Regions from separate parts of the Mus musculus genome. Here region 1 is linked to region 2. The links are chromatin contacts, called in public Hi-C maps. All regions are on one chromosome and are shown on one strand. The core of a region is the stretch at or near the end of the contact, and the rest is flanking DNA. Distances in the headings are between cores, read along the strand shown.

What was found. A called contact is a pair of places that touch in the nucleus more often than the background predicts.
Region 1: a contact with region 2 is called in a Hi-C map of cerebellar granule neurons, with 4 times the contacts expected there. The contact joins two enhancer-like sites. A contact is called at or near these places in 3 of 484 Hi-C or Micro-C datasets (brain, cerebellar granule neurons and cerebellum).

What each region holds. Positions count from the first base shown.
Region 1 is chr9:91,380,147-91,384,525 of GRCm38.p6, reverse strand. It overlaps Zic4 (zinc finger protein of the cerebellum 4), which reads right to left. Exons shown (of 3, transcript NM_001374749.1): 2 at 197-512. Among named protein-coding and RNA genes, the nearest start is that of Zic4, 4.4 kb to the right of the region's middle. Within about 2 kb of position 2,860, at least 77 of the 459 cell types and tissues checked have an H3K27ac peak or open chromatin away from gene starts, as enhancers often do. A contact at or near this core is called in cerebellar granule neurons and cerebellum, where this site is marked.
Region 2 is chr9:91,795,159-91,799,970 of GRCm38.p6, reverse strand. No RefSeq gene overlaps it. Among named protein-coding and RNA genes, the nearest start is that of Gm26101, 42 kb to the left of the region's middle. Within about 2 kb of position 1,625, at least 7 of the 459 cell types and tissues checked have an H3K27ac peak or open chromatin away from gene starts, as enhancers often do. A contact at or near this core is called in cerebellar granule neurons and cerebellum, where this site is marked.

The DNA.
Region 1 (4,379 bases), core at 1,611-4,110, 420 kb after region 2:
TCGTTCCTTGTCTACTTCTTGAAGCCTCAGTGGCCGGGCCTAGACCGGCGTAAACCAGAGCAGCTCGCTGGAAAGCAGCAGCCCTGATACTGGAGGCGGCGGTGGCTGCAGCTGGGCCCAGAGGTGGCGACGATAGGCTGGGGTGGGGGCGCTGCAGAGTCAGCCACCACTGGTCCAGGCGCCCGAACACACGTACCATTCGCTCACGTCTGTGCCACGCACAACCACCGCCGCAGAGCAAGCCACTGAGGGCTCACGGCCGCTTTCTAACGAGGGCGACGCGAGAGCAGACGTTATAGCCGAGTCGTAGCCAGAGCTGGGTGGCGGTGAGCGACCATGAACTTTCATGTGCTTTCGCAGAGAGCTGGGGTGCGTGTAACACTTGTCACACCCGCGCACCTTGCACATATAAGGCTTGTCGCTCGTGTGCACGTGCGAATGTTTCTTGCGGTCGCTGCTGTTGGCGAAACGCCTCTCACAGCCCTCGAACTCACATCTGAAAGGTTTCTCGCCTGGGGGGAGGTAACGCAGAGATGTTAGTAGGATGTGGGCTGTGTCCCAATCTCAGTATTGTAAACCGCCCCCACCCCACCCCCATTGCTCTTTTGTTTTCAGCAAAAGACCCACAGAAGATTTTCAGAAATTACTTTCCCCTGTGCATTAGGTCTGACACCCTTCCCCCACCCCGCGAGGAAATGAAGCCCAGTCCTACAGAGTGCAACCCCAACTCCTCCCCGTCCTGGGCCTAGGGACGGGGGTGGGGGCGTCGGAGGAGGAGCGACAATGACTCCATCATAGTCATTTCCATTCTTGAGAATCCTTATCCAGGCAGGTTGTTTTCCTCCAACTTTTATCTATGTGGAGACAGAAGCACCTTTACCCATGGAATCGAGGCTATTGAGAAGCTCAGATTTTCTGGATTTGAAGTTACTGCCCAAGCCATCTGTCTCTGCCCTAGTGAGCCATGCCCAGCAATCCGCCGGACGCATACTCCAGCCTGGTCCAAAGTGTTTTCTAAAGTAGGTTTTGTTCAAGTGCCAAACAACGGAAGGATTTGAAAGGATGAACAGCGGCGGATGCACATGCGTGTGCGCAGTGTGAGAAACGTTCTGAGCAACGATTCACCCCAAAGGTTATTTTCCAGAAAATAGAGTCCCCTCTCCTTTCCACTTTACCCATTGAAGGCAAATATGCTCCAACATTCTTCAAATCTTGCCTAGTCTATCCGAAATTCCTCGAGATAGTGTTCGCCGATTTTAATATTTATTTAATATTAATATTTATTTAATATACGGATCCAGCAGTGTCGCGGAGACCTTATCGAGTGTAGAGGGGACCCTCTCAGTCCAAACTGACAATTCCAGGTCTATGATCCTCCCCAGACAATTACCCGCCCGCCTGTTCCACCTCGCAGGCCAGAGGAGCCCAGAGGCTGATAGATGAAAATGAAAATCGGTTCAGGCCAGGAGGGATCTTAAATCTGTTGAAATCACGGCCCTGACTGTGGCAAGCTTCGGGTGAGTGGCTGCTAGGAGCAGGCCAGGCCCACCGGGTATACCGCAGGTCTAGGCAAAATTCAGGAAGGCCAGAACGCACACAAAGCTGGGAATATTGGTTGGAGGAAGGCTCGGTCCAGGAGTTTCTTGCTGCTTGAATTTGCTGCTCTATGGAAGAGAAAATGACCCCCACTCCCACCACAGACCCTCCCAGAAGCCAGAACCCTAAATCTCTGGCTCAGCTGAGGTTGTTTCGAAAAGGAAAGGGAGAGGTGTCTGTGATCTTAGCAACTGAAGGTCCTGGGGGTGATCAGGGGTGCTAAAACTTCTCTAGCATAAGACTGAACACAAGATGAGCCTCTGTTGGCTTTGTGATCGCTTCTTTCCCGGTTTGCAGGGAAGACTCCCTGATATAATCAACAGTCTCCATTCCGCCGTGGCACTGGCGCTCAGATTTAAATAGAGGTTTGCATGTAACCTGCCTTTGGCTTAGGCAAAAAATCAGGCGAACCCGTCTCCCTCACACTGCCCACTGATGGTGCTCACCCTCGCGGTAGTAGAGCTGGTACACTAGGGTCCTCTGGAAGATGTTGCCCGCTGCCATTTTCACAGGACAAGGCACAGTCTTACGAAACATTGGAGATGTATAATGAACAAATCAGTGTCCCTATTTGTCCCCAGATCTCTCTCCTTTGACTCCACCAGCGTTTGGAAAACCCAAACTTTTCTCTCTCCTCCCTCTTTTTATTTTATTTTTTTTCTTCATAAAATAACTTGTAAAAAAAAATCAATTGCAACCTACAAATGAAGGTTTTTGTGGGTTGAGGGATAGAGTTTGAGGTTAGACTTTGAAGATAGAATTCCCTCACGGAGTTGGGGGGGGGGGGATTCTGCTGCCACATATCCCATTCCAATGTCTCGTCGCGTAAACTAGACGAGTATTTCGCTCCAGACGAGAAACGGGGAAGAAAAAAGAACAGGTACCGAGCCTAGACGCATCAGTACCGGGGAGTGAGCAGGCCCCTGGGAGGCCGGGTGCAGGCGGGCCTTAGCGTAGCCCTGCTGCAGGAGGCGCCCTGGGCTCCGAGCGCCACGACCCTCCCACCCCCGCCGCCCCGCCACCCCGCCACCCCTTCCCCTTCCCCTCCCCCATCTCCCCCGAGAGACGCTCTAGGTGGGAGGGTGGACCCTGCGGCGCGGGGCCGGGCCTGGGTCCCGCGGAACGACCCGAGGGAGGCCAGGCTGGAGGCCTAGGCCGCGAGCCTCCCGACCCCGGCTTGGGGCCTTGGCCCCGGTCCTGGTCCTCGGCCCGGGCTTCAGAGCGAGCAGAGCCTCGGTCAGCGCGGGCGCCAAGTTCGCCGGCCTGCGGGGGCCTCTAGGCCAGCGCCATTTTCTGGCACTTGTGGCTGGATCTGTTTTCGCCCTGACTCCGCCCCAGAGCGGCCCGGGAGCCGGGCCTGCACCCCCCTCGCCCTCCGCGAGGGCTGACTGACTGCGGGGGAAAAGTGGGGAGAGCCCGGGCCCCGGGGGTTCCGGGAGGCGCGCCAGTTTGGGAGGTTGACCGGGCGCGCGCTCCTGGCCCGCGTCTCCCCTCGCCGCCCTACCATTGTTCCCCGGTCTCTGTCACAGCCACAGAGTGAAACCTTCTTCACCCGCTGCCTCCAGAGCCAGGCCTGGAAGTCACATTCGGGAGAATCTCAGCTAAGAAATCTGCTCCTGATCGCCGCTTCCGCGACTCAAGGAAATGAAACGCCATTAATATTTGAAAAGGCAATTATTTTCCTGTTGAATCGAAAACTGTCTTCATGAATAATTTGTAGAGAGTTCTATTGCCATTTGAGAAACATTTTGTTGCTGTTTTGCCTCCTCCTTTTCTTCCCATTACTTAGGAGGTTTGAGGGAGACACCGGAACAGGGAAGGCTCTATGGTTTGGTTTCTTTCTCTTTTCTTTCTTTCTTTCTTTCTTTCTTTCTTTCTTTCTTTCTTTCTTTCTTTCTTTCTTTCTTTCTTTCTTTCTTTCTTTCTCTCTTTCATTTTTTTTTAAACCCAAGCTGTAATGAATTAGGACAGAGGCCGAAAAGAACGCGCAGAATTCTGCCTTGAGTCCAAGCAAACCTGAGAGCCAGCCAGGCACACTTTTGCTTCTCTGATGTAGGTCGATTACGCTAAGAATTTAACCATTTTCTGCTTCACAGACTTCAAACAGTGGGCCGGCAAAGAGCAGTATAAGTTTGTTTGCTTCAAAATCCCTGTCATTAAAGATGAGTTCTTTCTCCAGCCCCGGATTGCGCATCCACTTTCCCGGTGCTGGCAGCCAGCCTCTGGAGCAGCTAGTCTGAGGTCTGGAATCCTGGTCTTACTTATTCCTCTGTCCCTGGGGATATAACTCGGGAAGAGAGGGGACCAAAGGGATGAGAGAGAGTGGGGGGAAGAGCTCATAACGTGCTTTAGAAAGCCGTACAAGATGTTTGCTGACATGCTAGGGGAATAAAGAACAAGAGCCCAAACTGGACTTTGGTCTTGCCTCAGCCTATGCCAGTGTTCTACCACTAAAACCTCATGGAGAAGGCAGTTTGTGGGAAGATTTAGCAAGCTTCTTACCGGGTACTGCAACTATCGGGGACTTGGACTCTGAAAAGGGTTGCTGTTCTAACAAGAATTGTAGAAAGGGAAGCTACCGCCTGCAAAACTAGAGTACCAAGATGGAATTCTTCTGATCTCTGCATCATTCTTCCCATTTCCCGCCTCCAAGATGGGGGAGGGGAGAAGACGCTGACTTCTTAAACTTCAAGCGAGGAGGGGTGTGTGTGTGGGGGGGAGTAAGGAGAGTCAAACGGTGGCTGCTAAACTAATTAATGTAACTTCACAGGCTGTTCTGAAAG
Region 2 (4,812 bases), core at 376-2,875:
AAGTCAATTGGAAGAACTAATAGAACTCGTGTCCATTTATCTTTTATCAGTGTCAAGTTCAGATTCCAAATTGAGTCTTTCATACTTCCTCATGCTGATTAGCATTGGTACTACATAGGACAAAATGGTTTCAACCTCTAAATCTACTATAATTTCTTTTTACCTCAATGGTGTATTGTTTTCCTTATCTTAAAAATGGCAATAATAAACACTGTCTCTACCGTGAAGATATTTTAATCAGTTGATATGTGAGCTAGTTAGTCCATTTAATTCATTTAGATTTAAATTAATTTAGTTATGATAAATTACTATTTCATTTGCTTATTATGTCCTACCAGATATAAGAGGAATGCAGAATAGATGTTTGCATATGTGAGTCATTCTTGATATTGTAGAAGATTTTGTTTTACACTTCGTAATGGGCATGAAACACTGAACAATGAAGGAAGAGTATATGTAGTCCTAATGCCTGCACAGCTAACCTGAAGTAAAAGGAAAGACAACCATGACGTTTATCTTGATTATATGTAAAGGTGGTGAGACTCACCTATTTAGCAAGAGGAAGTATACGTGAATATTTCATTTGTCTAATGAGGTGACACTTCAAAAAACTCCCAAACAAACTTATGTCCAGAAATAGATGCTGATATCAAACTTGAAGTTGCATCTTCAATGACAGTTGGGTTGATAACATCTGAATTGCATCCTATGGTCTCTCTCCACAGTGGGGCTATAAGAAGACTGACAACATGGAACCCTGCATAAGTGTTCACATGGGAGAAGAGTAAATACTTCTTCCTTAAGTGGCTGGATCAAGGCATGACAAGCTAATAGGTAGAAGTATCTGCACTTCAGACTCTCCATGTAAAAAGAAGCAGGGCCTAAGAGGACAACATAATATTCAGCCACTCCAAAGAGTGTTTGATGAAGAGAGAGACAAGTGTTCAGAGAATCCAGACTAAAACCTCTCAACGGTTTCCGTGGGTTTTTGAAATCAACCAAGAGTTCAATGTCTTTAAACTGCTAAACTCTGTGACAGAATCTTTCTCTAGACGCATTGCCATTAGAATGCTTTTTGAGTGGGTGGGGCAACAGTAGCTCGCCCTAGCTTTTGATGGCTCTGTATGTTTTTGGTGTGAGAGTTGCATCAGTGAACCACAAAAAATGAAGCTTAGGAATTGTTTATAGGGCTGAGCACTAAAAAAAATTTTGTTTGGCTACATAACATATTTCCTTTCCACAGGAGGTAGTTATGACAAATTAGAAGTCTGAAAATTTTCTGATGGTGTAAAGGCACAGCTGTCACTGGGGAAGCACTGATCAGATTTCATAACCGCGTGGTCCCGTGGCGCCGCAGAGAGCTCCATATGCTCCCCCAAATGCTCCAACTAAATCCACAAAAAAAAAAAAAAATCCAGCCTAAGTTCACTTGTAAAAAATAAAACTCTTCTTAGATGGATTTATCATTTTGCATCTACAAAGAGAGAAAGTCTTGTTAACTGGTTACGTTTTTTTAAAAACTAATCTGTTTAAGAACAATTTTCTGCAGCTTGTTATGACAGCTTTGTGATAAAGAGTGAATGATGTATTTGGCAACACCCCAGAGATTACTCCATTTCTATCTATGAAGGTGGACTTTTAAATGGATATACAGTGAATAACTAAGATCTTCGGGAACAGCTATTTCTTAATGGGAACAATTGTATTAAACGCTGTTCTGTCATTCCGCAAAAATCATGTTAGCTAAATTGTTAAGCGCTGTGTACAGAAATTTCAAAGATGCCAATATGGGCCTTACCTGGTTGCAAATGAAGAATAGATTGATTCTTGAGTGGTTAGGTCCTTAGATACTCATATTCCTCATAAACAGTTTGCTTAGAAGCTTTGTGACCCCTGAAGAAAACAACAAATTCAAATAAATTGACAGCCTTATCTCTTAAAGCTAAAAGGAAGATCCAGTATGCTTTTTATTTATTGTATTTATATTTTGAAGCAAGAAAAGTTTTATGTATAAAATATCTTTTTGCATCTCATTATGTTAATCATAGCACAAAAATGTTCCCATGAAAATTTTAAATATTGAAAATTTAAGCAATGATCCAAATATTTATGAAAAAATGTTTCATGCTTAACAAAGCACCTTAATTTCTAATATTTATGACACTCATCAGTATAACTAGTTTAGATATTTTTATTAAAATACAAATAAGCATATTTCATGTTTTTGTTGAAAATACAAAACTAAAATAGTAATTCTTTAGTTTCCTCGAATATTTAATATTTTAAATAATTAAAGAGGTTTTTTAATTAATTCTGAATCATATAAAGCCTGCATTAACTACTTTGTTCCTTGTATTCTTAAATGAATAATACATATAAAAATGGTGCATTTTATTAATTACCTTTGTGTTTATAATTTTCTAAAAGAAGAAAGAAATTTAGTTTTCTAGTATGGCACAAAGATTTTGGAAATATCTGTTTTGTTGTGTATAGGAAATACCCTGTGAAGAAAATGCTTTCTTAAATCCTGTGATGAATTACAGGGCACCTTTAACTTTACATTTCACCTTGCAATACACACAAAATGTTTAATTACTGGAGGATTAATGGAGGTGGTTTATAATTAAGCTGAAGTATGAACTGATGTCATCGTCCCAGTGTGATGACATACATTTTCTGCCAAAGCACCTGTTGTTTTGGAAGGAAGCAGCTGATATCATTATCTGCGCAGCTAGATAGCCCATTTCCTGCTGCTTAAAAAATTATCCTAAGGGCTACCTAAGTTGGATTAATTCAGCGTTTATGCTTCCATACCCAGAAAAGAACAGAATAGAGAAAAACAACACCATCACAATCAAAGAACGAGAGAGTGAAAGGCATGCTGGGAGCAGAGCAGAGGGAAGGAACAGAGAACCCCACCTTCTGTGCCTGAAGAACTCTGGATGGCTCCTGAGATTCTCTACAAAGATGCAGAGGATGCAAAGCAGGACAACAGTGGAGAGAGGTTCCTATTTTATTCTATTAACATGAGTGAGTAAGTGGAATGTTACAATATGAGGTGGAAACAATATAGGCAGTTTTACACTTTCATTCAGAGTATGGCACTGTATCCATAAATAATAATGAAAGTCTTTTCATTTAAATATTCAATCTACACAGAATATACAAACTACTATCCAAAGATAAGTGCGAACATTTTATTTTTCTCACATAAATTAGAGATTCATACTTCTTCCCTTCCCTCATTCTCTCTGGTTTTGGTTTACCAGTTGGCTATTGTGTCTTTTGCTCTACGATGCTTAGTAATTAAGGTGATGGTCTATCTCTATGAGGTATAAGCACATATTCCATTTCCATGTGAATATGTCAATCAGTTACTTCATCTATCACTGGTGCCATTTGAATCTTAGGAAGAAAGTACCCAAACCTAACAGAATAGTTGCTCTTTGCTTTCTCGCCCTACCAAAACAGCACACACTGAGCAGACACAGTCCCCACGTATACTGGTCAGGCACACTGTGTTCATTGAAGCTGTCTGCTAGGTGCTCCCTGAAATACATTTCTCTAAACCCAGTTCTTGTTTCTTTCACATTGTAATTTACTTTCCTAATGAATATTGGCAATCTGTCCAAATTTAGTCTCCATTTCCCCACACAATGTTCACCAACCCTTGTTTTTCTCTTTTCCCTCAAAGAATAATGCTAATGTTTGTGGAGCTGTAATTCATTCCTACAAAGACTCATGACATGGTGTTGTTTTGCTAAGACAGAATGCAGATGGGGAATTTGGGATCTATGGAGTTAAAATAAATTTACTCTTGTCACATGACTAGCAAATGATGCAGCTGAGAGCTAACCTCCATCTACCATATTTATGTTTAGTATCTTATTTTTCCCATGTCCTCTATTACATTTATTTATTTTATTCACTGATGGAATTTTCAAGTTGTCTCAGTTATATAGTTGCAAGTAACCACATTCTAAGTGTTTTTGTCCTTTAAGAGAGCCAATATTTATGTCCACTTAAGATGCTCTGGACTGTTGCTTTTCAGTTTACTAATCTCCAGTTCCCATCCCTCCCTCCCTCCCTCCCCCATATTCTTGAAATACCAGCTAGTTCCTCATAAGTTAGAAGAGTAACCATTTAATTTAGTCACATTTTGCTCTTTTGGGAACAGTACATATTAGCCTTGGTTATTTATTTATTTTTATTTTACAAGAAGTTTATTAGATATTTACTATATTTACATTTCAAATGTTGTCCCCTTTCCTAGTTTTCTCCCCCACCCTGAAGACCCTCTATTCCCTCCCCCTCCCTCTGCTCACCAACCCACCCTAGCCTTGGCATTCCCTTACACTGAAGGCTCTATTTCCAGTATCTTTTTTTTTAAATATTTTTTTATTATGTATTTTCCTCAATTACATTTCCAATGCTATCCCAAAAGTCCCCCATACCCTCCCCCCCCCAACTTCCCTACCCACTCATTCCATTTTTTTTTTTTTTTTTTTGGCCCTGGCGTTCCCCTGTACTGGGGCATATAAAGTTTGCGTGTCCAATGGGCCTCTTTTTCCAGTGATGGCCGACTTGGCCATCTTTTGATACATATGCAGCTAGAGTCAAGAGCTCCAGGGTACTGGTTAGTTCATAGTGTTGTTCCACCTATACGGTTGCAGATCCCTTTAGCTCCTTGAGTACTTTCTCTAGCTCCTCCATTGGGAGCCCTGTGATCCATCCAATAGCTGACTGTGTGCATCCACTTCTGTGTTTGCTAGGCCCTGGCATAGTCTCACAAGAGACAGCTATATCAGGGTC